Regions from separate parts of the Mus musculus genome. Here all the other regions are linked to region 6. The links are chromatin contacts, called in public Hi-C, HiChIP or PLAC-seq and promoter capture Hi-C maps. All regions are on one chromosome and are shown on one strand. Each heading gives the region's core, a stretch centred on a gene start, on an enhancer-like site or on the middle of the called end of the contact. The rest is flanking DNA. Distances are from core to core; before and after follow the strand shown.

Region 1 (3,359 bases), core at 412-2,911, 1.6 Mb before region 6:
GGCTTTGTGAGCCCTGCTCACCTGACTGGAGCAATATTATGCCAGCCTTTGTAGTTTGGGTTCACTATACCTAGTGCACTAAAAAGAATTCTTTGAATCTCCCTTGGAATATAATGCACACAATAGTATATAATATAGTGCTTTCATTTAAAGTAAATTTGTTTTAGAATTTAAAGTTTTTTTAGAACTAAAACTCTACCACCTCAGACCCAAGAGACAACATTATAAATAACCTAAAGTGAGCCCAAAATACTTAAGGCTTTTCACAGGAAGACAACTAGAGTAATAAGCACAGCTCCTGACAACCACAGGGAGGCTAAAGCTTGTAAAGCAACTGGCCCATTTTATGAAGAATTTTGCCACTTTCAATGTGTATGATTAGTTGAAACTTAGTGTCACGTCTTAAAAAAAATCACATAAGTCATTAAAAGTTGCCATCTGACGAGCATTAATTGCCACAAAGAAAGAAATTCTATCTTCAAGTCTACAACTGAAGCTTGTTCGTATGGGTGATCCAGCTTAGTTTGACTTATAAAGCTCTACTATTTTGCAGTATATTTGTCTTCATAAATCTCTCTTACTCTATTAGCTACTTTAATAGATAGATACGCTTAACAATAAAACCATATTGAAACATAGATGAAAGAGGCACAGAGAGAGAATAAGTCCTGTAGGTGTATGGGCACAGCAAGGTGAAGGAATTGGTCCCTTAGCATTCCTTACAGTACTCAAATCTTCCTTGTAGGCACTTGTGATAGGTTTGCTAACTAGCATGCTATTGGTTCAGCTCTTAAAGGGGAAAGTTAAATCCGGAGAAACACAGTTTGGAACAGTGCTATGTAAGTCACTGATTTTATCAGATGCTCACTCACTTGTAATTGTCTTCTACAAAATACCTTACGGTGACACAAGTATTGTCCTAAACAATGAAGTGTAAAACTGAGCTTAAGGCTGTAGTTGTCAACAGGTCTCACATGCTCACAAAGACAGAAGCTGTAAGCTTGGGGCCTGTGTGGGTCTATGCCAGGTCCTCTGCATACATGTTATGACTGTTAATTTAATGTTTCTGTGGGACTCCTAACAGTGAGAGCAGCTGTATCTCTGACTCTTTTGCCTGCCTTTGGGACTCTTTTCCTCTTATAGGGTTACTTTGTCCCCAGGCTCAATAGGAAGGCGTTTGCCTTGTCTTACTCTATCTTGTTTTGTCCTGTTTGACTGTCATCTCTTAGAGACCAGCTCTTTTCTGAAGAGGAAATGTATCTGAGGGTTTGGATCTGGGGGAGGGGTAAGTAAGGGGGGTGACTAGGAAGGGTGGTGGAAGGAAAATCGGTGGTTGGGGTATAAAAACAAATGTTAAAAAGCAAATGTTAAAAAACAAACACAGAAACCCTGAGTTTGTTACCAGCTATTCTTTTGTGACATGCAGATGGAGTTTGAGTGAACAATCCACAGATCTCCGTGGTAACTCATTACCCAAGGCTTTATGAGTACCAAGGCGTCTGTGAAACACATCATTCATGCCTAGATAACCCAGCAAAGAGTTAGAATGCTGTCACCTTTGTACTGTAGCAGAGAAAAGTATGAGCAAATGACACGCAATTTGCTAGGCTTAGTACAGTTTCCCAAGCATAGGGAAATAATCAACAAAAAGGGAAGTATGGCCAGGCATAGAGGAACATGCCTTTAACCCCTTCACTGGGTGGTGAGAGTTGAGAGAATGTCTCTGTGAGTGCAAAGCCAGTTGGTCTACATAGCCTGTTCCAGGCCCTTGCTTTCCGAAGTGGCTCATGGAGATGTGGGGTTCAACTCTCTAACACAAGGATTACAACTCTATACCATCAAGCCTGGCTTTGTTTTATGTGAGTGCTAGTAATCAAACTCAGGTTCTCACACTTGGGTAGTAAAGCACTTTTCCAAGGGAGCTACCCCTTTACCCCAGTAAATTTATAATTTTACTTAGATATAATAATTTAAACTAATGTAGACAGTGACTATTCATGAAAGCCAGTTTGGAATTGTTTATAAAGCAGAAGATGATAGACTTATATGATGCAATTTATAGGACGAGCACATTGTGAATGAGCTGTAGAAACATTGAACTTCAGGTAGAGATGCTACTGATCACATACTTGCCACACCACAGGGATTGCATGAGCACCGTTGCTTTTGAGGGCTTTGCCCTCTGTTAAAATGAACTTCCAGACTGAAAGGCCTGTCTTTGTATGCAGAGGTCCTACACAAAATGTGATGTGATGAATATTTGTGCAGTTGGTTAACTTACTGTTGAACAACAAGGAACTGTTCTCAGGTGAAAATTTACCTTCGAATCACTTCTCAAGGTTTGTATAAAACACATACCCAATCCTCACTCCCAAGTCTACACACAAGACTAGACTTTAAAAGTTCTACAAATTGGGAAACATTTCCATAGTACAATGTATATAGATATGGATATGGATATAGATTGGATATAGAAGTAGATACAGATACAGATACAGGTACAGATACAGATACAGGTACAGATACAGGTAAAGTTACAGGTACAGGTACAGGTACAGGTACAGATACAGATACAGATACAGATGATACAGATGATACAGATGATACAGACACAGACACAGACACAGACACAGACACAGACACAGACACAGACACAGACACAGACACAGACACAGACACAGACACAGACACAGACACAGGTACAGGTACAGGTACAGGTACAGGTACAGGTACAGGTACAGGTACAGGTACAGGTACAGGTACAGATACAGATACAGATGATACAGATGATACAGATGATACAGACACAGACACAGACACAGACACAGACACAGACACAGACACAGACACAGACACAGACACAGACACAGACACAGACACAGGTACAGGTACAGGTACAGGTACAGGTACAGGTACAGGTACAGGTACAGGTACAGATACAGATACAGATGATACAGATACAGATGATACAGATACAGATACAGATGATACAGATACAGATGATACAGATACAGATGATAGATACAGATACAGATAGATACAGATACAGATACAATATAGATAAAAAGTCCTGGAAGCAATGTTGGCAATGCCAGGAACAAGGCAAGGGTGGCAATTAGCTTCATGGCTACTCAACTAGAATTGGAGTCTTTAGATAATTCAATCCAAACAGAGACAATAAAAAGTATAAGACTTGGAAAAGAGCAAAACTCTAGTTACAGATACTATGTTGGTAATTTAGACTACATAATGATGCTGAGGTTAGTAAAACTTTTAAAATGGATTAGAGATTAGAGTCACTTAAAATGGATAGTTTGCACCCATAGAAACAATAACCACTTAAGTTATGTAATTTAAGG
Region 2 (3,281 bases), core at 440-2,939, 1.6 Mb before region 6:
TGCAGATGTTTAGAATCCTCTCTGGGTATCCGAATCAAGACAGTACCCTTGTATTAGCACACTAGTTTCCTGTGAAAAGATCAAAACTCTAATAAGTTTTATCAAAAAGATATTTCATGCTAATATATTATAGACACCACTGAAAAGTTACTAATACTGATGTAAGAGCAGCTGCTCACTTAAGTATCAGAGTAAAATAAACTTGGGATGCTACTTGCTTTTTAAATCCACAACTAAGGACAATGTATAACCATAGTCTGTGACAATGTAAGTAACTTCGGAAATATGTAGAATTAGGAAACGTAAAGTGAACGTCTAACTCCTAGAAATGTGTAGTTCCTAAGTTAACAATCAACCAATAGGGGTTTCCCAGGCACGTCGTGTTTGCCAGAATCTGGGCACAGATGAAAACAGATACTAAGGTACAAGGCACTTAGTTAGACGAGTTCCCAAAACTTGGAGAACCCAGTGTGTCCTATTGTGCCATCGCTTTTCACACAGTAAAATCCACTTGTTTCCAATGTTTCCATTTCAAAATGTCCTTTTTGGCCCGTGTAGGACTGCTTCCCAGTGACCATCAACGTGGTTTAGTACCCTCACATCAGCTCCCAAAGATGTTCAAACCGGTCCCTGACATTAGGATCCTCACAGAACCTTAAGGGAGCAGCCTCTGGGATTTTATCCAATCTACAAGCGTCAGACATCCAACACCTGCAATAGACCATTCGCCCAGCTATGTCACCTCTGGTCACTAAACTAGCTGCACCGATTAAGTTCTTCCCCCTAAAGTACTGCTAGTGCAGGCAAACTCTACTTCTTCAAACGTCTGGTTTTTGCACTGGACAGTGGGCACTAAGGAAGGGGAAACTGATTGGTTCGTCGTTGCTGCCCTACTTCCATTTCAGGTCAAATGAGAAAAACTGTTCCCACAGAGAGAAGCAAGGGGGCCATCCGCGGGTCAGGAAGGTGGATGCCAAACTGAACTTTGGGATCAGGGACTGAAGGAACGTGACGGGATGTGGGGGCAGGGGAGGAGGGCGCGAGGCCAGCGAGTGTGGCTGGAGGAACCTGGCTCACTTCGCGGAGCAGCCAATGTAGGGCTCAGGCCGGCTGCCACCGCCAGGAGGTTGACCCGACCCAGCCGGGAGGGGAAGGGCCCTGCAAGCCGGGGACACCGACAAGGGCCAGCACCGGGACGCGGGGACCACGACCGCCTCGGGGCAGGCGGAGCGGACTCCAGGAAGGAGCGACAGCTCGGGCGAAGGGGAGCGGCGGCAGGAGGAGGTGGAACTCTGCCGAGTCAGCACCGCGCCCACTCGGTGGCACTTGTGGGAACCCGGCGGCTGCCAGCCCGGCCGGCCGGGCCTCGGCTCCGGTCGGGCCCAGCGCCGGGAGCGGCGTCGGTGACGGGCGGGCTGGCGCCGGCCGCTCACCCGCCTCTCAGGTAAACAGTGGGCGCCGCTTACCTCTGTTAACATCATTACACCCCGGGGGAGTGAGGTCCTCCCTAGCCTCGCCGCATGGCAATAGCCGTAGCAGCAGCGGAAACTGCCCGGGCCGCCGCCAACGGCGGCAACTGCTGCTTCAGTCCTGTCCCGGGCGGCGGCTTTACTCGGCTTCGCTGGCTTCCCCCCGGCCCGGCTGCTCGCGACGGACGCGCCGCCATCTTGGAAGAGCGACGTCCGCGTCTCCCCGCGACGTGCGCTCCCATTGGCTGGCGCGCCGGGCGCGAGCGTCTTGTGACTGTCTCCATGGCGCCGGCGCGCGCAGGGTCGGCGGCGGGGGCTGGGCCGCGCGCGACCCGGGACCTCCTCTGCGGGCTGGATCCCGGGCCACCGTGGTGGCGGGTTTGCGGGCTGGTGGCGCAGCGGAGGCTGGGTGCCGGCGGAGAAACTGGCATCTCGCGTCTCCCCGACCCTGTGGAGCCCGTAGAGTGCTCGGGACACTCGGCTGCGGTCCCCTCCGCAGCGCGGTGACCTGAAACTGCCGCCCGCGCCGCGCCTCATTCCGAAACTTCGGCCGAAACTTGCCTCTGTTGCTCCCAGCGCTCAGTAAGTCCTGTGCTGGGTGCGCGACAGGTTGTAGACGCGATCAGGGCAGATCGCCTTCACCCCGATCCTGGCAGAGTTAAGGGCTACTGCTTTGCTGATTGGCCAGAACCTGCTCAAGCCTGAAGGCTTAGTGTTTCTTTCATAGTCTTAAAAATCAAGCAGCTTTTGCCCGGTAGCTGTAGTCTCTATGGCTTTATTGGGAATTCAAAAAAAAAAAATATATATATATATATATGTTTATATATCACAGTGAACGCATTTCAGCATGTGTCTCTGTAAGTAGTTACGAATAAAATGAGACTGAACTCCGAAGTTCTGTGGCTAGAACTGCTGATACCGTGACAACTATCTCGGTCCACTTCTACAGGAATGACAGTAAAAATCACTCGCTTCTTCCTGAATTGCCCGTGAAGTAGTTTTCTTTTCATGCCTCTGCTGTTACAAACCAATTTACAGTGAAACTGAGAAGTGTTTGGGCTTGAAAAATAAAACACTTGTATCTCATTCTTACCGGGAAAAAAAAAAAAGAAGAAGAAAAAGTTTATAAAAGAAATTGTGGAAAACTAAAGCCAGTAGTTACTTCCTTTGTGATGGAATCTGCACTTAACAATGGTACTATTGTGCTAAATGTAATTTAAGGAGGTACTCATTCTCACCACAGTGAATAAAGCAAGTGCATTACAAACCCTGTGTTATCTCTATTCTGTTCTGTCCCCCAAAATAAAATTTCATTTAAGATGTCATACAGACTTTGAAGAAAAGCCCCGACTGCTCCATTCAGTGAGTTTATAGCAAAGTTGGGTTTTTTTGTTTGTTTTTTACTGGGCAACTTATATATATATAATTTTTCTGTTACTGGAACAAGTGCATTCTAACGTCTGCAATACAACCAAATATAATTGAAGCACTGGCAGATTAATCTATAAATAGGAAACAAGATTGGAAAATGCAAACTGTGTTAATACTGAGAGAAACCAAGAGAAGAGACAACAAGGAACCTGAAAGAAGATACTGTTCCATCCTGTAAATAAGAATGCAGAAGGTTCATTAATGTTTAAAATACCGACTATTGAATTAAAACTGTAATTTAGGTGGCTTCCCTGGGTATTCTGTTCCACTTTTTCCATCAATTTCCTTTTGTATAAGATGTTTTCCCTTTTTTAAAGGTGACAAACTAGGAGCCCTAGCTGAACATGCTCAGAGCCCAACATTAAATCCCCAGGACCACTT
Region 3 (3,254 bases), core at 714-3,213, 1.8 Mb after region 6:
TTCAGGTACATTTGGGGAAACTGGAAAGGAATTTAGGAAATTAAATAAATACATATATACATACATACATACATACATACATACATACATACATATATACAAGGGCAGTGGTGGCACAGGTCCTGAATCCCAGCACTTGGAAGGCAGAGGCAGGTGAATCTCTGAGTTCTAGACCAGCCTAGTCTACGAATTAAATTCCAGGACAGCCAGAGCTACAACAGAGAAACCCTGTCTTGAAAAATAAACAAATAGTGTGGGATCCTTATATCATATAACAAATTACTTCAAGGAAAGAGCCAAGCTTTTACAAGTTTAAATAGGATAAGAAGCAGAAGTGCCCATCTGACTTACTTCCAAGGAACCAATGAGGACCTCTGCAAAGTGATTTTAACATTATAGAATGGGAGTGTTTGGATTCTAGACAGGAATAAACTCCACAGCACAAAGGAAGGGAATGTCCTTAAAACAAAGGGCTTTATTTAATTGCTGAGACTTTACTTAATTGTATTTGAAACCACAGAAGGAAAAAAGCAAGCATAGTTTTAAGTTCAGTTTAAGCTCAAAGGCTGGACAGCTATTAAACACACACACACACACACACTCGTTTCAGGATTTTGAAACTTGGTTAAATTTAAATTTCAATTAAGACACAAAGATGAGGTGCATCAGGCAGAAACTCTAAGAATATACCACAACCTAACTCTGAAAAACATCACTAGTCTTGACAAGATATAAAATATCTATTAAAAAGATATAAAATATTCAACAATCAGGGAAAACACCATAATTTAAATTTCAGTTTGATCCTTTAAGCCACTCTTATGTGGAAAATTAAAAAAAAAAATCTGTTCCTACTGTATGCAGAATACTGCTTTTAACTCTGTGGAATATAAAAAGAGGTTCCTATGCTTGGCTTGGTAGCCTTTGATCCCAGCAGGTGGTAGACAGAAGCAGGTGTATCTCTGTGAGTTCAAGGCTAGACTGACTGATCTACAGGGAGTTCCAAAACAGTCAGGGTTTCATAGAGTAACCCTGTCTCAAAAACAAGGGGGAAGGGGATTGGGGAGGAGGAGGCGCAAGGGCCTCGGAAGCAATTAAGGTGATAAATGCAAACGCTTTTAATAGATGAAAGAACTTAGTGTCAACTAGAGAAAAGATGGGATGATTAAGGCCTAATACCTTTAGCAAACTGAATTTTGTTCTGTCTCTCAGATTGAGCATTAATACAACCGAACTTGACTTTCAAGCGTACTATACTATAGAAAGGTATATAGTTAATTTACTTGGGATAATTTCTCTTCAAACTACCAGTAATCCTGACTTCAGTACTCGACATGTATGGATAACAGAGGCACCTGCATAGCCCAAGAACTGAACACGGAAATTTCCAACTCCACATTTTGCATCCTCCATCCCTTTCCTTAAGCAGCGAGCGGTCTGTCACCTAGGGTGAGTTCACACTTCTGGGCACGGACAGTGCAATCCTTGGTCAGGAACTGAGCAGCAGTAGCGGCTATCAGCCCCGACCACGTCGTGCAGGAACTACAGCGATGTCCCGGGCGCATCATGATCCAGTGCAAACCCCAGCAACTAGACACCAGGTGTTTTCCCCAAGACACCCACGGGAAGAGAGGAACACGTTCCCCGTGAAACTGGGGGACCAGGACAATCCCGGACGCCAGGGGGCCGGGCGGAGGGGAGTGGCCAAGTCCAGACAGGAAAACTTTGTGCAAAGTGACCGGTAGGATTCTCGGACTCTGCGCAAGGCAGGGCGACCCAGGCCGGGCCACCGTCCGACGCCTTACCGTCCTGCAGGATCGCCTGCACGGTCGCCGCCACTACTGCGGAACCCGAAGCCCCACGGCCTGCTACGGAAATTGTGCTGTCTCCACCTTCCATGTTGGCAAGTGCCGGGTTGATGACGTCTTGCAATCGCCCCGCCCTCCAAGTGACGCAGAATCAAGGCGCCGCCCCACCTGCCCGGCCCGGGTTGCGTTTGGGAACCTAAGTACTACAATCCTACGTGCAAGGAAAGACAGGTCGCCGCCGGGGCCTTCTCCCATTCCGCTCCGGACGCAGCCACCGCGCCGATCTCCAACGCAAGTATTGGGCCTGAGAACTCCGGCGTGGGGAAGAGGCTCTTGGGAGCGTCACGGCCCTCCTCGCCCAACACGTGGGAGCTTAGGGCTGCTCAGCCTTACCTAGTCCCCGCCTGGAGTGGCAAGCCCGGGTAGCAGGCAGTATATGCTGGGGAAGAATAGTTGTTAAGCTCTGCCCTTAAAAATAAAAACGTTTAAATATTCGTAACTATTTATTGAGTTGGTCTGGAGCTACTCTGCATTTTGCATTCCCTTAACATCGCCTCAGAAGATTTTTCCCTCCTGTGTTTGACCTCAGTCACGATGCGGTAGCGAGAGGCAGCGCGCCTAGAGTTGCATTAGATTTCAGTATGCATAGTTTACGAAACTACTTTGTTTGTAATAATCATACACGACGAATAGCATTATCTGAATTACAGGATGATTTTCTTTCCTTAGCTTTCTTGTTTTTCACAAAAAAAAGATTGACTTTAGTCTACATATTAATATGCAATAAAGTTTTTAACGCCCACTATACATACCAGCACAAGTTTTCAAAAAAAAAAAAATTCACTTATATTTTAAAAGGAATTCTAGGTGTAGAAGCACATATTACCAAAATATTATGTCCGGTGCTGCATGCTTTGGAGAACTTTAAAACAAAATATTGATACCTTCATCCCATAAGTTCAGAGAGCTGTTTTTGGTCTTGGATGTGACTTAAGCATTTTTATTCCTAAAAGTTTCTGCATCCTAATTTACTATCAAGATTGAAAGCTATAGCTTATTCAAGAAATTCATACTGAAGCAGACTTTGCCATTTAGTCTGGCCACAAGAATGAGTAAGAGCAAAATCATGCTTTAGAAAGTCAGTCATGACGCCATTGCCGATCACCACCTCCTAGTGTGTACCAGTTCTGTAATGTGTAAGATTCTTCCCTCCTTTGCAAATAGTCTCTTAGTGGTTTACTCCGTGTTTATTCCTCATATCGACATAGCCCATCTCTGACTTAGCTTAATTACGCTCCCATTTTCCTCTGAACAGTGTTGACACTTCCAAAGATTTCTTGCAAGCCATGACATCCTTCAGTATATTGGCCTTGTGTTCATTTAGCCTACTGCCAAACATTAAAGACTGAATTTTGAACAACTAGCCTTTTATAGAGTTAGCTTTTA
Region 4 (2,927 bases), core at 412-2,911, 1.9 Mb before region 6:
CGTTCATAGTGCCTGAAGGTGCTATGCAGCCTGCTGAGGGAGGAAAGCCATTAATGATCCTGGCCTGCAGGAGATGCTTTCCAGGAAAGATGTGCCCACTAGTTAAACAGTGGCGTGACTGTCATAGGAGAGACCAGTGTCTCTCTGATAGGAATTGAGGTCTACCGCATGGGAGAAATCCATGCCTAGTGCCATAAATGTTGTTGTAAACCCATAGTCTCTACCACTTAACTTATGACTGTTAAGTTGCTAACTGGACACGGTATCAAATCACCTTCTCAAATATTTATGATTATACCACTCAAATAATTAATTAAGCTGCTCTCAATCTTGTCCAGGGAAGCCTCTTTTGACAGTGGACAGTGATTAATGCAGAGACTGTAATGGGTGGAGAGTGCTGAGATAAATGACTGTTGGGTGCTCACCTCTAAATGTAACACCACTTCCCCCATGGCTCAGGGAACATCACGGAAGATGGGGCAGAAAGACTGTAAAGAGGTGAAGATTGGGATGGGGGAGGCTGTTACATTCCTGTGCTCACTGCATCTGTGGTCACTTGCACAAAACCTGGAGAAGGTTAAGCCTGTCCATGTCCCATTATAGTTAGGAAGGAGTCTGGGAGGCTGCACTGTCAAAGCTTTTCAAACTAGATTTAACGTTGTTATCCTTTCTCCACAGCCTGAGCATGGTTCTCTACATCTGTTGGCTTGCCCCCTATCCAACTCCAACAGTTATGCTAAGGCTTCATATCCTCTGCCTTGATTAAGTTCTTCTAGCAGACTCTCAACATTCTCCTGGGGACTCGGAAAGACTCTTTGATCATCTACTGAATCTGCAGGGGTTTAAGTTTCTTCTGAGAGGAAATACTGCTGTCCCAAGCAGTGGTTGTATAAATTCTCCATCTTTCCAATGCTGAGATCTGTCTTGAGGCTTCTATTTTTCCCTCACTTTCCCTAGCTCTCTCTTGTTCCTCCTTTCCCTCTCCCATCTCAAAGTGCAGTAGATCTAATGAGGTCAACTTGGAAAATTCAGAGGATCATAATAAACATATTTAAGCTACAGAATTCAAACAATGCAAGGCAAGAGTGAGAGGATTGCTCCATTCCTCTTCTTAACCCTCTTCCCCCTCCTTCCCCACTCTCTTTCTCAGTGTGTGTGTGTGTGTGTGTGTGTGTGTGTGTGTGTGTGTGTGTGTGTGTGTGTGTGTGTGTTTCAGAATCCAATTCTATGACAAACACAGACACATCTTTTCCCACAGAAAGTTAAATTATAAAAGTACAGGAAAATCTCAACATTGCCTCACATTAACTCCATCTCCCACACAGTAGCTGGCATTCTCAGTCTTCTGTGTGCCCATCCCATGAGCTCATGGAAGCTTCCCATGCTCCCCAGAAGCCTCCTCACAGTCAGGATTGATCAGGAAGTACGGATGCCCACTCTCCACAGAGGTGTAGCTTACAGCATGCCTTTCTCCTAAAGTTTCTTCTGCCTACAGTCTGACCTTTCACTCCATCCCTTGACTTAGTGTATCTTCCAACAGGTAGAGAGCCAGAGTTCTAGAGCCCGACTGGTGAATTCTGCAGTGGAGATCAGGATTTGTGTCCTAGTGTCTTGCTCAAAGCTCAGTTTTCACATCCTGTTTCACAAAGTGAGCATAAGTAAAGAGGAAGAGGCAAGGCCAACATTCGTTCTGTTTGGAAACACTCTTAGAAATAGTCACGGGCAAGCTGTGTCCATCGCACACTCTGACATTAGAGTTGGTGATGGTTGTTCTCAATAATCTCTAGTGTGCAATGACACTTATTCTAAGAGTCTTAAGATAAAACACCAATAAAAATGTGCCTGGCTTGTACCCTTGGAGTTCATACACTATGCTGTAAGTTCTGAGAAGAAGGGGTGTTTTGCTATGCAACCACCCGCAAGTGTGATCTTTTAAGAGCATATGTGGTCTGTAGCAGATGTGCAGCTAGGTCATCATGTGAGTCCCGAACAACTGGAGCAGGGCCTATGCCAAAACCTGTTGCCTGTCTATAGGATATGTTCCTCTGCTGGGCTGTCTTGTCTGGTCTCAGTGGGAGAGGATGCACCTAGCATTGAAGAGACTTGATATGCCAGGATAGGGAGGATATCCAGAGGACCCCCACCCACTCAGAAGAGAAGGGAGAGAGGAAGGATTGTGGGATGGGGTGAACTGGAGGAGAAACAGTGAGCTGGATGTAAAGTGAATGAATAAAAAGAAAAAAGTATATGTGGTCAAGGGAGGCAGTTTCATGAGTGAAACCATTTTGTCTGAAAGCATGGAAAACATGGCCTAAACGAAACATGATGTGACTCATGGACTGAGATGTGTTTCTTGTAATAACATACAGAAGAGTGTCCTGGAGTGGAGTGCATATTAAAATGTAGATTGCAGTTCATATCCCAGGTGAAAAAGATGAAGTAAAGTCACATGCTGCTCTGAGACTTCTAAGGAAGGAGACACTAAAGAACACGCACACTCACACAAGGACATACGCACACACACATAGGCACACACACATCGTGCACACACACAAACACATACACACATGCAAATGCACACACAGGCATACACACATGCACACATACACAGGCACACACACACAGAGGCACACATACCCACTCACATACACACAAACACACACTCACACGCAAACACACACAGGTATACACACATACTCACACACACATTCACTCACACATGCACACACACTCATTCATGCATGTACATGCACACACACACACAAATGCACACACAGGCACACACAGACATACACACACACAAGGCCCCCTATGCCTATGTTCCTCTTCCCCTAGACACACACACACTGAGAGGTTTATAAATGCATAGCTGAATCAATGCTATGAGTTAGACATTACTTCTATTTTACCCAAAAAAAACCACCAAA
Region 5 (3,323 bases), core at 183-2,682, 1.6 Mb before region 6:
ACATATGAAATGTAGTGACAAAAGTACTAGCATTTGTCGTCTACTTACCCATGGATGAAATCTAGGGTAAGGCAAGATTCTCTGTTTGTTTTTAGTGACTAGCTTTATCACATTTCTAGTCTCCCTGAGTTCATCCAAAACCTTCATTTTACAAAAACAGTTTTCTCATAAAGAGAATGCATCACACTCCAGCACAGTGACAAAATTCCTACTTTATATACACATAATGGAGGAGACTTTATTTGGGGGTCTTCTTTTCAAACATTTCATCCCACAGTCACTGGCTTGGCTGCTTTCATGATTTGACAAGGCTGACCATCACAGTGGGGAGCATGTACCAGAGGACCATGCCCACCTCTCCGTGACAAGGAACCAAAGGGAGAAAGGAGGGCCCTGGTTCCCAATGTCCTCTCTTAGGGCACACCTCTTGTGTCCACTTTCATCCCAGCAGGCCTCATCTCTCTTAAGCTTTCACCACACTTCACAAGCACCCCAGGCAGGCAATAATTTTAGGCAGGTCTTCCTGCCCCTTCCCATAATGCTGATGGGCTTTCTTGTCAGTCCTTGAATTTGGATACCTTTGGGGAATGTCTAAAAGTCATTTAGACCAACTTAGACCAAGAGAATTTCAACTGATTCTGTGTATATGTGTGTGACCTATGTTTGTATGCACATATGATAAATAGATTGAAGTTAAATTCAACTGTCATATAAATGGTATATAAAGTTGATACACATATGTGCATATATAAATTTCATGTTGTCATATTCTAGTTTCCTTGTTATTTCTCAGATTCCCTCAAACCAAGCCTTGTTTCTTTCTCTTGGCCCAGTCTTTCTGAATTCATGTCTTTTAATGTGGGTTTCTCTGCAAGACAGTTTTTAATTGTCTCTCTTGCTCAGTGCATGCAAGTCTATCAGCCAGTTCCAGTCAGTGGACTCAGATCATCCTTGAAAGGAAGGGTGCAATTTCCACCCACTTGGGAGTGCTTTGAAGGAAGGCATCATCTCCTCTCATTCTCTGAAAAACGGCACTATCCTCCTGGCATCCCAACCCAACGCCGCTCTCATCTTACACATGTTCCTTAAGACCCAGCAGAATAAACAATCCTAAGATGTCAAGCCACGCATTTCGAGTATAAAGTGTTAGACATGCGAAATATTAGGCTGAGCTCAGAAAATAAAAACTCTGGTTCTACATCCTATCGTCTCTACATGGGAATGTCACAGATCCAGTATCAAAATTTGCAATAATAAAACTCTTGAGAGTTTCAGTATTACAATTTCAGGCAGTTCTGCCCGCCCCTTTCCTTAACACCCACTGATGGGCTTTCTTGTTACTCTCTGATCATGGCCGCCCCCCATCTATTTGACCCTCCTGCCATTCACTTTTTGGCATGAGTAACTCGGCCTCTGTTTGTGCCTAGGTTCATTATGTGGCAGCTGTTTTCATTACCATCTCATTATGTCACTGAGGGGGAGACGTTTCCATGGTGATGCTGAACTGCATAAATAGAGATTTTACTACATTGAGATTTTATCTACTTGGGGTAGCAGTTAGAGGGGAGTTGGGCTAGAACCTTTCCAACAGGAAAAGAGCTTGTAAATCTCCCTTCTGTTTCCTGGAGTCTTTGCTTTATTCAATGAAGGTATGCTGTTATTATGAATTCTCCATAAATAGGAGATGATAAAGAAAGCCAATAGTTCTTCTTAATATTTATTTGACCTTCTGATATGTACATGGAAATTTCTAAACTAACACTGCATAGGAAAATTACTGCATCTATGGATTTTTTACAATAGTTCCACCAGAAAAAGAGACCCTGAATCCCAGGAAAAAATCAAGATGGGAGTTAGCCCAACCACTAATGTAATAATTGCTTATGCTTGGTAGCTTCCTAAGTTGTCATTGCCTGGGGAAATGAAGGTCATAACAACATTCAAGTGATTAGATCATACTTTCTCCACTCATGAATGAATGATACTCAATTTTCATTAATTGCTTTGTGTTTAATCCTGCATGTGCAGGAGGATTTTGTTAATAAATTTTCCCTGGCGGTAAGCCTTCATTAATTTGATCTTCCCTGAAAGCAAATCTATCCATGACAGAGATTTTTTTTTCTCACCATTTACTTTAAGACTTTTAGTCAAGGCAAACCTTATTTGTTTAATACCTTTAAGTTCTTTAAGGACTTGCAATTTTATTTGATATGACAGCATTGTACTACCTAAAACTCATCAGCAACTAAACAATTTTAAAGTAAATAGATTTTACATTATCAAATTATTAAGTATGTGTTTAAACAGATGAACCAACAAGGTAAGTATATTCACCATGATTAGATCCACTATGGCAGGGAATTCAGTATGGTTTGGAGTAAACTGTCCAATCTTTAACTCACGTGTTTCAACACTCAGTACCCAGGTGGCCATGTTGTTTTGGGAAGCTGTGAAACCTTCAGGAGGAGGAGCTCTTGCTGGAGGAACTACGTCTCTGGAGGAGACTGGCAACCAAGGTTTGGACCCTGCCCCACCTTCTGTGCTGTTCTTCTTGACCTTGGAGATGTGAGCAAGCAGCTGTCCCAGGCTCCTACAGCCATGGGGGCCAGGGATTTGATTACTGTGCAGTTTTAAATGTCAAGTTGCCATAACCTAGAATCACCTGAGAAGGGAGTCTTAAGTGGGGGATTATCTAGATCAGGCTAGCCTGTGGGGAATTGGCTTCATTGTAATTGAGGGAGGAAGACACAAGATGAACAAGAGCTGTCCCATTTCATGGGCTTGGCCCTGAACCATACCAATGAAGAAATCTAGCTGAGTAAAACAACAACAACAACAACAACAACAACAACAACAACAACAACTAGTAAGTAAGCAGGCAGCATAGATGCATTTAAGTCTTCTCTTCTCCTCATTGTGGATGTGGTGTGACGAGCTGCTTTTGTTCCTGCCTTGACTCCCCTAATGATACAGCAGAAACTGGAACTGTAAGCCAAATAAGCCTTTACCTCCATTGTGCTGCTTTTGGTCAGGATATCCTGTCAGAATGAAAAAAGGACAGTCACAAAGATGAACCAAACCTGTGGATTTTGATCATCAAAATATTGTTTTCATGTATGTAGTGAAATTGTACTATTAGCAGTATAGAGATTCTCCTACAACTTTTAACCAATAGGAGGTTGTCTGAGGATTTTGTGGCTGTGAAGAGACATCATGATCAAGGCAATTCTTATAAAGGAAAACATTTAATTGGGGCTGGGTTATAGTTTCAGAGGTTTCGTCCATTACTGTTATGGTGGGAAACATGGCAGCATGAAGGTAGA
Region 6 (3,100 bases), core at 496-2,995:
TAAAAAAAAAACAAAAAACAAAAAAAGTTCAACTTATAAGATACAATGTGATTTCAGAAAACTACTTACTTTCTCTAAGAAAACAGTCCAAAGTTGTAATGGGATACTTTTTGTAAAATAAAGTCCTGCCACGGAGAAAGAAAGGCAACACACTGTCTGTCTAGTAGGAAATGCTTCCGAGAAGACTTAGCATTAACACTGCAGTCTCAATTCTATTTTTTATTATTATTATTATTTAAACAAAAAGAAGACAGACCTACTGATGCTTCCTTCAGTATTGCCCACAAGCCTAAAAACATAAACTATACAGGATAAATGGTACAAATAATACAGGACAATTAATATGACAATACAATTCCCAATATTTTCAATGTTTTATTGACTTTTTATTACTCTTAACTAATACTCAAGTAATACTGAAACCTAATTTGCATTGGAAAAAATAGGCTTCTTTTAGCATACCTTTAGCACAGTAACAAGGAGAGGTGTCCAGCTCAATTAAACAGTGTATTCTATTCTACATGGCTGCATTATCCAATTCTGTTACAGAAATGATCCGATTCTCGTCTGTAGTGTGGCTCCTATTATGCATCTTTAAATAACTTTTCCCCAATGAATGAAAAGCTGGTTAGACTACTTAACATAACTATGTTTCCATGCTTAGTGACCACCTTGGATGGTTAATGGGGCTGACTGCCAAAGTCCTCGAGAGTGGTAACTGCTTTGGATAATTTGCCCCAAAACAATCCCTGCAATTTCTGAAGTGTCATTGAATTACTAAAGACATCGATGTCATCTCAGGTATCTCTGAACCTTGCCCCCATTCCCGCCAAATTAGTTGTGAAGTGTTATGGCATATCATTTCCCATTGAAATTCTGAGATTTTCTTTTTCAAGGTATTCTTACTAGTGCTTAATATAAATGCACTGGTGTGTGTGTGTGTGTGTGTGTGTGTGTGTGTGTGTGTGTGAACTTTCTATTCCTACAAAAAATTAGGCTCGTCGTTCATCCCCAATTAGCGCCCCCCGGGGGGACGGGGAACAATGAAATTACAAACAAACCTGCCTATGTTTTGCAATGAACCGGCTTCCACATTAGGAGAATAATACTGACAGCAAATTTTCATTATTAGGTGAGAACACACCCGGAAGTGATTAAACGAAACGTTTAATACCCAAAGCTCAGCCTGGTGGGTTTCTAGACACCGGGCACCTCTAGTCTCCACACGGGGAGTGCTTTTAGCACTGCAGCAGCCGCCACTCACACCACACCAGCCAGTTTCATCCCCAGGAACCGGGCCACTGCATCCAGGCCAGCGGCGCCGAAGGCGACGGTAGACGCCGGGGCTAAGGTTCACGAAGCTCGTGCGACTTTACTTCCGCGGCGCCGTGGGGTTACGGAGCTGAGGGCCCGTTGGCCAGCAGAGACGGGGCTCCCGGGAGGACGCGGCGACATCTTACCTCTCGGAGTAGCGCAGGAGCTCGGCGTCCAGCTGCTCGCGGATGCCCGTGCGCTTCCTGCTCAGGTAGCGGGGCGACAGGGCGATGTGCCTGCGGTGCGGGGCAGCCACCAAGCACGAATAGCGGCTGCCCACCAGCGCGCACGCCGCCGCGTAGCTCGGCAACTCCAGGCAAGGCAGGACCCCGGCCTGACCCGCCACGGGCCTCTCGGAGGCCGCCTGGGACCGCTGAGACTCCACAGATCCCGCAGCCATGAGGCTTGGCTGGGTGCTTCGGGGCGCGCACGGATGACGCAAGCATTCCTCCCGCCTCACCTCTGAGTGTTGATGATGGCTGACATCATCAAAAGGCGACCGACCGCGGCCTGGGGATTTTTAATCTTCTAAAGCTGCATTATAGAGGTTTGACCAGCAGAGGGCTGCTGCTCTTTCCCGAGTCCAGATAAACCTCTGAGGCCGTGTACCTATAGAGCATGTGTGATATCCAGAGGCGGTTCTCTGATATCTATAGGCAGATGTTCATCACTTCAAAGTATGCTCAGTTATGGAGCGAAGCTTGAATTTATTGAATTTATTGATCTGGGCACCTAAGTATAAAAAGGCAGAGGCCCAAAATAGCTTGTTTTGTTTTGTTTTGTTTTTTAAGCTCCCAGTTTCTTTCAATACTGGGTCAAGGCCTAGTGAATTAATGGTTTGAGCTTTTGTTTTGTTTTGTTTTGTTTTGTTTTAATTCTTTTGGTTTTCTGTTTTTGTTTTGTTTTTAGACAGTATCTCTCCATGTAGCCTTGGGTGACTTGAAACTCGCTATGTAGACCAAGCTGGTTTGGTTCTAACATTTAGATATTTGCCTGCCTCTGCCACAAGAGAGCTGGGATAAAAAGCACGAGCCACTACTCCCAACTGAGTATTGTCTTTATTGGATTCAGCATGGCTATTGATAGGAGTGCCCGGTTCCAGCTGCAATGAGGCCTGATACATTGTTATGCGCCTGAGCTGTTCAATAAGGAATCAGAAACATTCGTGGAGATTTTCACTGCTGAACCCAATCATACACCGCAGCAGGCCACAAATTGCAAAGGCAACATCTGAACTGCTAACACCATACCTCTCCAATCTAGGGTCCCTCTGCCTTCTGCTATATCACAGTGAGAGTGTTGTGACATGTTTTTCAAATGGCTAAGCCCAGCTACCAGCTTTGACCTTCTTTTGTATACCCAGACATCAACCATATCAGCACAAGGGTTTGTATTGCCCAAGGGATAAAAAAGAAACCTTCATTTGGACCGTGATGTCCTAACAACCCAAACTGTTCCTCTAGCTCTTACAACCCTCCACCTTCTTCAACTATGATCTCTAAGCCTTGGGTGCAGGAACTGTGCACATCTTGGGCTGCAAAATGTTGGTTTAAAAAGCCCAGCTTCATAAAAAACTACCTACCTTGGCTACCTGATGAAGGGAAGCAAGAGGAGCCCACCGCAGAATAGCATTGTTACCATCCTTCAGATTCCAATGCCAAAGACTAAGACAGCTGTATATTGCTGGCTCTGAATATCAGAGTTTATGGAAATAGCAAGGCCTGTCTATAGACTAGCACAAAGCAGATACTAAGCCCCTAATCTGGACTAATACTAAACAAAAGGC
Region 7 (3,269 bases), core at 609-3,108, 1.8 Mb after region 6:
CAGTGACGGCAGTAAGAGCTGAGATGTAACCCCACGTGCAAATTCTTTTCAGAGACCTCTACTTGGGTGAAACAGGAATTCTTGACTGTGCCACCAAGAGAAAAAAGAAAAGTGGCAGGGGTGGGGGAGGAATTTCAGAGGCTTAGTAAGAAGCAGAATTGGAGTTTATTGTTTTCGAGCTGGAGTTTCATGTAGTCACAGAAGCTTCAGAAACACTCTCCAAAACAAGAAAACAAGAAACAAGAAAACGAGAAAACAAGAAAACGTGAGCAAGTGGTGAGGGAGACATTGCCATCCACCTTTGCCCTCCACCACCATATACATGTGCACTCGCAAAGAAGGTTCTAAAGAGCGTACCATAGATTTAAGCACAGACATTTTTTTGTTTTGTTTTTTTGTTTTTTGTTTTTTCGAGACAGGGTTTCTCTGTATAGCCCTGGCTGTCCTGGAACTCACTCTGTAGACCAGGCTGGCCTCGAACTCAGAAATTTGCCTGCCTCTGCCTCCCAAGTGCTGGGATTAAAGGCATGCGCCACCATTCCCGGCGCATAGACATTTCTAATAGACACTTAGCAGAAGGACACTACAAACCCAAATGAACATGGGCTGCTCAAAAGTCATGATTAAATTAAGCATCTGAGCAACTGCACAACAGCCTTACAGGGGATTTTTAACCTTTTGAAGTTACATTCTGAGATTTGCAAATATTCACATATGTTGAAAACCTGGAAGTATTTGGAGTTCCCTTTTAGATTCCTAGTTTTGTTAATAAAAGAATGCCAAAGCTTTTTTTAAAGGGCAATACTATTAATTTGGAATTAAAAACAAACAAAACAAAACAAAAAAAAAAGGTAGCCAAGGGGATGGAGAAGAGGAGGAAAAAGACAAAAGTTACATCTTTAGGCATAAAGGGTCCAATAACACTGCCTTGTTCAGAAATGAAGGTCTACCAGTACTTCCGGGAGGGGGCAGGTATTCAGAAATGAGAAAGCCCATTATCAGCAGAAAGCTTGCTTAGGCTTTTGGCCATCCACTAAAGAAAAACAGAGGCAGGTGTTAGGCTTTTCTGAATTAGAACCCAGAAAACCAAGCAAGCTTACTACTGCCACAGGGCAGAAGGAAGCTCCTTCAAGGAGTGCCATCTTGGGATGTGTAAGTGCTGCGTCGTATTAATGGAATAATTATCCCTCCCACCTCTTTAACACATCTCCAAGTGAATCCTTTTTCCTGGATAGTGAACTCCTGGCCAGCTTAATGGAGACAGTATGTAATGTAGTATGTAATGTTATCGGGATGCCAAGTCTCTACTTGGAGCAGGGATATTACAGGAATTGACCAGAAAGCCTAAGGAGAGGCAGTAGTTAGGTTTTTCTTTCTAGTGTTACCAGGGAAACCAGAGGTGGAATGCAAAGTTAACCAAGCATGAGAGCATCCACCCTCAAAGGTTTCTGGGGCCTATCTAGTTACCTAAGGGAATATGGTTAGGTAAAGGAGTAGACCCAGCAGTTCCCACAAGTTGCCTGGTCTTGCCTATGGGCACGGTAGGACCAGGAAAACAGCATGCAAAACACAAAACGCTCCACAGACCCCCCAGGCCTGGGCCATGACTTAAATTCAGTTTAGCTCCGGGCAGGGAGGCAGGTTACCACCCTAGGGCACCTGGCTGGGTCCCACCATAGACCCGGGCCCTGGCTCCCGTCATCCGGCATCAGCCGCATCGGGGATCAGCCCTCCGGGGATACCGAGCCCACGTGGAGGAGCCTCGGCCGCCTCACGCCGCGCACCAGGAAACAAGGGCCGCGGGAGGCGCGGTCGCGCCAGTGTGACCTCAGCCGGGCCCGGCGCGCTCCCGGCGGCGTGGGACGTGCGCGCGCAGGCGGGCGGCGGGGCACGCGGAGCGATCGGCGGCGGGTAAGCCTGACGGGCGGCGGGCGGCCCCGCTGCTGACCTCGCGTCCGGCGGCTCGGGCCGCGGCGTTCTGCGGCCCGAGCCACCTCGGGACCGGGGAAGAACCTGCGGGGCCGTCCGGCGCACTGCCTCGTCACCCGGAGTTAGGCGAACTCCCGGCAGGCCCCACGCCGCGTGTCTGGCCGTTCACCCATGTTTCTCTAAAATTGAAATCTTTCTCTGTATAGGTGTGAAGAAAAAACAAAACAAAACGATGACAATCCAATGGGCGGCGGTTGCCAGCTTTCTTTATGCTGAAATAGGACTCATTTTACTCTTCTGTCTGCCCTTTATTCCTCCACAGAGGTAGGAAACCGTCAGATCCTTAACAGTACCAAATGTTTGATTAGCTTCTTCAGGCTACGGCGTGCGATGCTCTTTGTAAGGTTAGAAAGTTTTGGGAGGGCCGGCGGGGTGGCTCAGTAGGTAAAGGGCCCTTGCAGCCAAGGGAGAGAATTTCAGTTCGATACCCAGAAACCACCTGGTGGAAGGGGAACCGACTCCACAAAGTTGTCTTCTGACCGCCACACTTCCACCCTGGGACGCCCAGAAACACCCATGCACGCACATAAACACATGATGAATACACATGCATACATACAACAAATGGATAATTAAATAAAAGATGGGAGCCAATTATATAAAAGGTAGTCTTTAAAAATGAAACTCAAATTTGCAATCTGGTAACTATTAAAATTCTACTTTATATAAAGCTTGATTCTGTGTACAAATAGATTTTCACCTCCTTTTTAAAAGAACCTAGGTTTTTTTGGGGGGTGGGTGTCTTGATTACAGGTATAATAAAGCCATGGTTATGCCTTGGACATCTTTCCTGTCTATATATCTATATTCTCTCTCTCCTCTCTCCTTCCTCCCCCTTCATCCTCTTCCCCCACCCCCCACCGCCTCTTCATTTCTCTCCTTCCTCTTCCCCCTCTTCCTCTCTCCCTCCCCTTCCCCTAAACTGCCCTGCATTTGAGCAGAGAAATAAAAGGATGGGTGCAAAACTGTTTACTTGGGACAATAAAATGGACTGGCTCAGGGTCCACGCAGTCTTTCAAAAACTTGAAACTCCTCATCTGCTTGGTTTGCAGCTCTTCTCTGTCCTGGTCTCCACACCATGCCCTTTCCTTCCCTCACAAGAAGCAGTAACTCATACTGTAGGAAGGGATGTACCAAGTTCTTCCCACCAACCATGGGTTCTATAGATCACATGCTTAAGGCCAGAAAGGCTCTGTTCCATAACCTAAGTCACCTAACTGGTCAGTGTCAGACTCCAGATGAGATCCTTAGCTTACAGTCACACAATGCTGTCCCTGTTC

Evidence for each region. Promoter capture Hi-C pulls out the DNA fragments that hold promoters and counts their contacts. A called contact is a pair of places that touch in the nucleus more often than the background predicts. HiChIP or PLAC-seq counts read pairs in DNA pulled down with a chosen protein or histone mark.
Region 1: a contact with region 6 is called in a promoter capture Hi-C map of neutrophils, with 9 times the contacts expected there. The contact joins the enhancer-like site here to the promoter of Twistnb in region 6. A contact is called at or near these places in 4 of 39 promoter capture datasets (the HPC-7 cell line, frontonasal cranial neural crest, neutrophils and 1 more), 1 of 484 Hi-C or Micro-C datasets (CD4 T cells), 1 of 115 datasets of contacts at active chromatin or transcription factors (astrocytes) and 1 of 9 other capture datasets (adipose tissue).
Region 2: a promoter capture Hi-C map of embryonic stem cells shows a contact between it and region 6, with 11 times the contacts expected there. The contact joins the promoter of Snx13 here to the promoter of Twistnb in region 6. A contact is called at or near these places in 18 of 39 promoter capture datasets (the 3T3-L1 cell line, 3T3-L1-derived adipocytes, the C10 cell line and 12 more), 8 of 484 Hi-C or Micro-C datasets (CD4 T cells, CD8 T cells, the G1E-ER4 cell line and 2 more), 14 of 115 datasets of contacts at active chromatin or transcription factors (the 230-238 cell line, the NIH/3T3 cell line, acute myeloid leukemia and 9 more) and 3 of 9 other capture datasets (adipose tissue, embryonic stem cells and liver).
Region 3: a Hi-C map of CD8 T cells shows a contact between it and region 6, with 12 times the contacts expected there. The contact joins the promoter of Dus4l here to the promoter of Twistnb in region 6. A contact is called at or near these places in 1 of 39 promoter capture datasets (pre-B cells), 2 of 484 Hi-C or Micro-C datasets (CD4 T cells and CD8 T cells), 1 of 115 datasets of contacts at active chromatin or transcription factors (thymic regulatory T cells) and 1 of 9 other capture datasets (adipose tissue).
Region 4: a contact with region 6 is called in a promoter capture Hi-C map of neutrophils, with 7 times the contacts expected there. The contact joins the enhancer-like site here to the promoter of Twistnb in region 6. A contact is called at or near these places in 5 of 39 promoter capture datasets (hippocampal neurons, liver, neutrophils and 1 more).
Region 5: an H3K4me3 HiChIP or PLAC-seq map of stem cell-derived neural progenitor cells shows a contact between it and region 6, with 5 times the contacts expected there. The contact joins the enhancer-like site here to the promoter of Twistnb in region 6. A contact is called at or near these places in 4 of 39 promoter capture datasets (the 3T3-L1 cell line, the C10 cell line, the HPC-7 cell line and 1 more), 3 of 115 datasets of contacts at active chromatin or transcription factors (acute myeloid leukemia, astrocytes and stem cell-derived neural progenitor cells) and 1 of 9 other capture datasets (adipose tissue).
Region 7: a promoter capture Hi-C map of pre-B cells shows a contact between it and region 6, with 5 times the contacts expected there. The contact joins the promoter of Bcap29 here to the promoter of Twistnb in region 6. A contact is called at or near these places in 2 of 39 promoter capture datasets (neutrophils and pre-B cells) and 2 of 484 Hi-C or Micro-C datasets (CD8 T cells and pre-B cells).

Annotation. Positions count from the first base shown.
Region 1 is chr12:35,024,418-35,027,776 of GRCm38.p6, reverse strand. No RefSeq gene overlaps it. Among named protein-coding and RNA genes, the nearest start is that of Gm40385, 4.5 kb to the right of the region's middle. Within about 2 kb of position 1,661, at least 65 of the 459 cell types and tissues checked have an H3K27ac peak or open chromatin away from gene starts, as enhancers often do. A contact at or near this core is called in the HPC-7 cell line, adipose tissue and neutrophils, where this site is marked.
Region 2 is chr12:35,045,597-35,048,877 of GRCm38.p6, reverse strand. It overlaps Snx13 (sorting nexin 13), which reads right to left and starts at 1,689. Exons shown (of 26, transcript NM_001014973.2): 1 at 1,467-1,689. The coding sequence starts at 1,481.
Region 3 is chr12:31,653,535-31,656,788 of GRCm38.p6, reverse strand. It overlaps Dus4l (dihydrouridine synthase 4-like (S. cerevisiae)), which reads left to right and starts at 1,963. Exons shown (of 7, transcript NM_028002.2): 1 at 1,963-2,099. It overlaps Cog5 (component of oligomeric golgi complex 5), which reads right to left and starts at 1,920. Exons shown (of 23, transcript NM_001163126.1): 1 at 1,806-1,920. The coding sequence starts at 1,899.
Region 4 is chr12:35,318,500-35,321,426 of GRCm38.p6, reverse strand. No RefSeq gene overlaps it. Among named protein-coding and RNA genes, the nearest start is that of Gm26071, 120 kb to the left of the region's middle. Within about 2 kb of position 1,661, at least 20 of the 459 cell types and tissues checked have an H3K27ac peak or open chromatin away from gene starts, as enhancers often do. A contact at or near this core is called in neutrophils, where this site is marked.
Region 5 is chr12:35,006,655-35,009,977 of GRCm38.p6, reverse strand. Gm40385 (a long non-coding RNA gene) reads left to right here. Exons shown (of 4, transcript XR_872675.1): 3 at 2,419-2,516. Among named protein-coding and RNA genes, the nearest start is that of Gm40385, 13 kb to the left of the region's middle. Within about 2 kb of position 1,432, at least 26 of the 459 cell types and tissues checked have an H3K27ac peak or open chromatin away from gene starts, as enhancers often do. A contact at or near this core is called in stem cell-derived neural progenitor cells, where this site is marked.
Region 6 is chr12:33,428,269-33,431,368 of GRCm38.p6, reverse strand. Twistnb (twist basic helix-loop-helix transcription factor 1 neighbor) reads right to left here and starts at 1,745. Exons shown (of 4, transcript NM_172253.2): 1 at 1,461-1,745. The coding sequence starts at 1,714.
Region 7 is chr12:31,633,247-31,636,515 of GRCm38.p6, reverse strand. Bcap29 (B cell receptor associated protein 29) reads left to right here and starts at 1,858. Exons shown (of 8, transcript NM_001164090.1): 1 at 1,858-1,911; 2 at 2,136-2,253. The coding sequence starts at 2,162.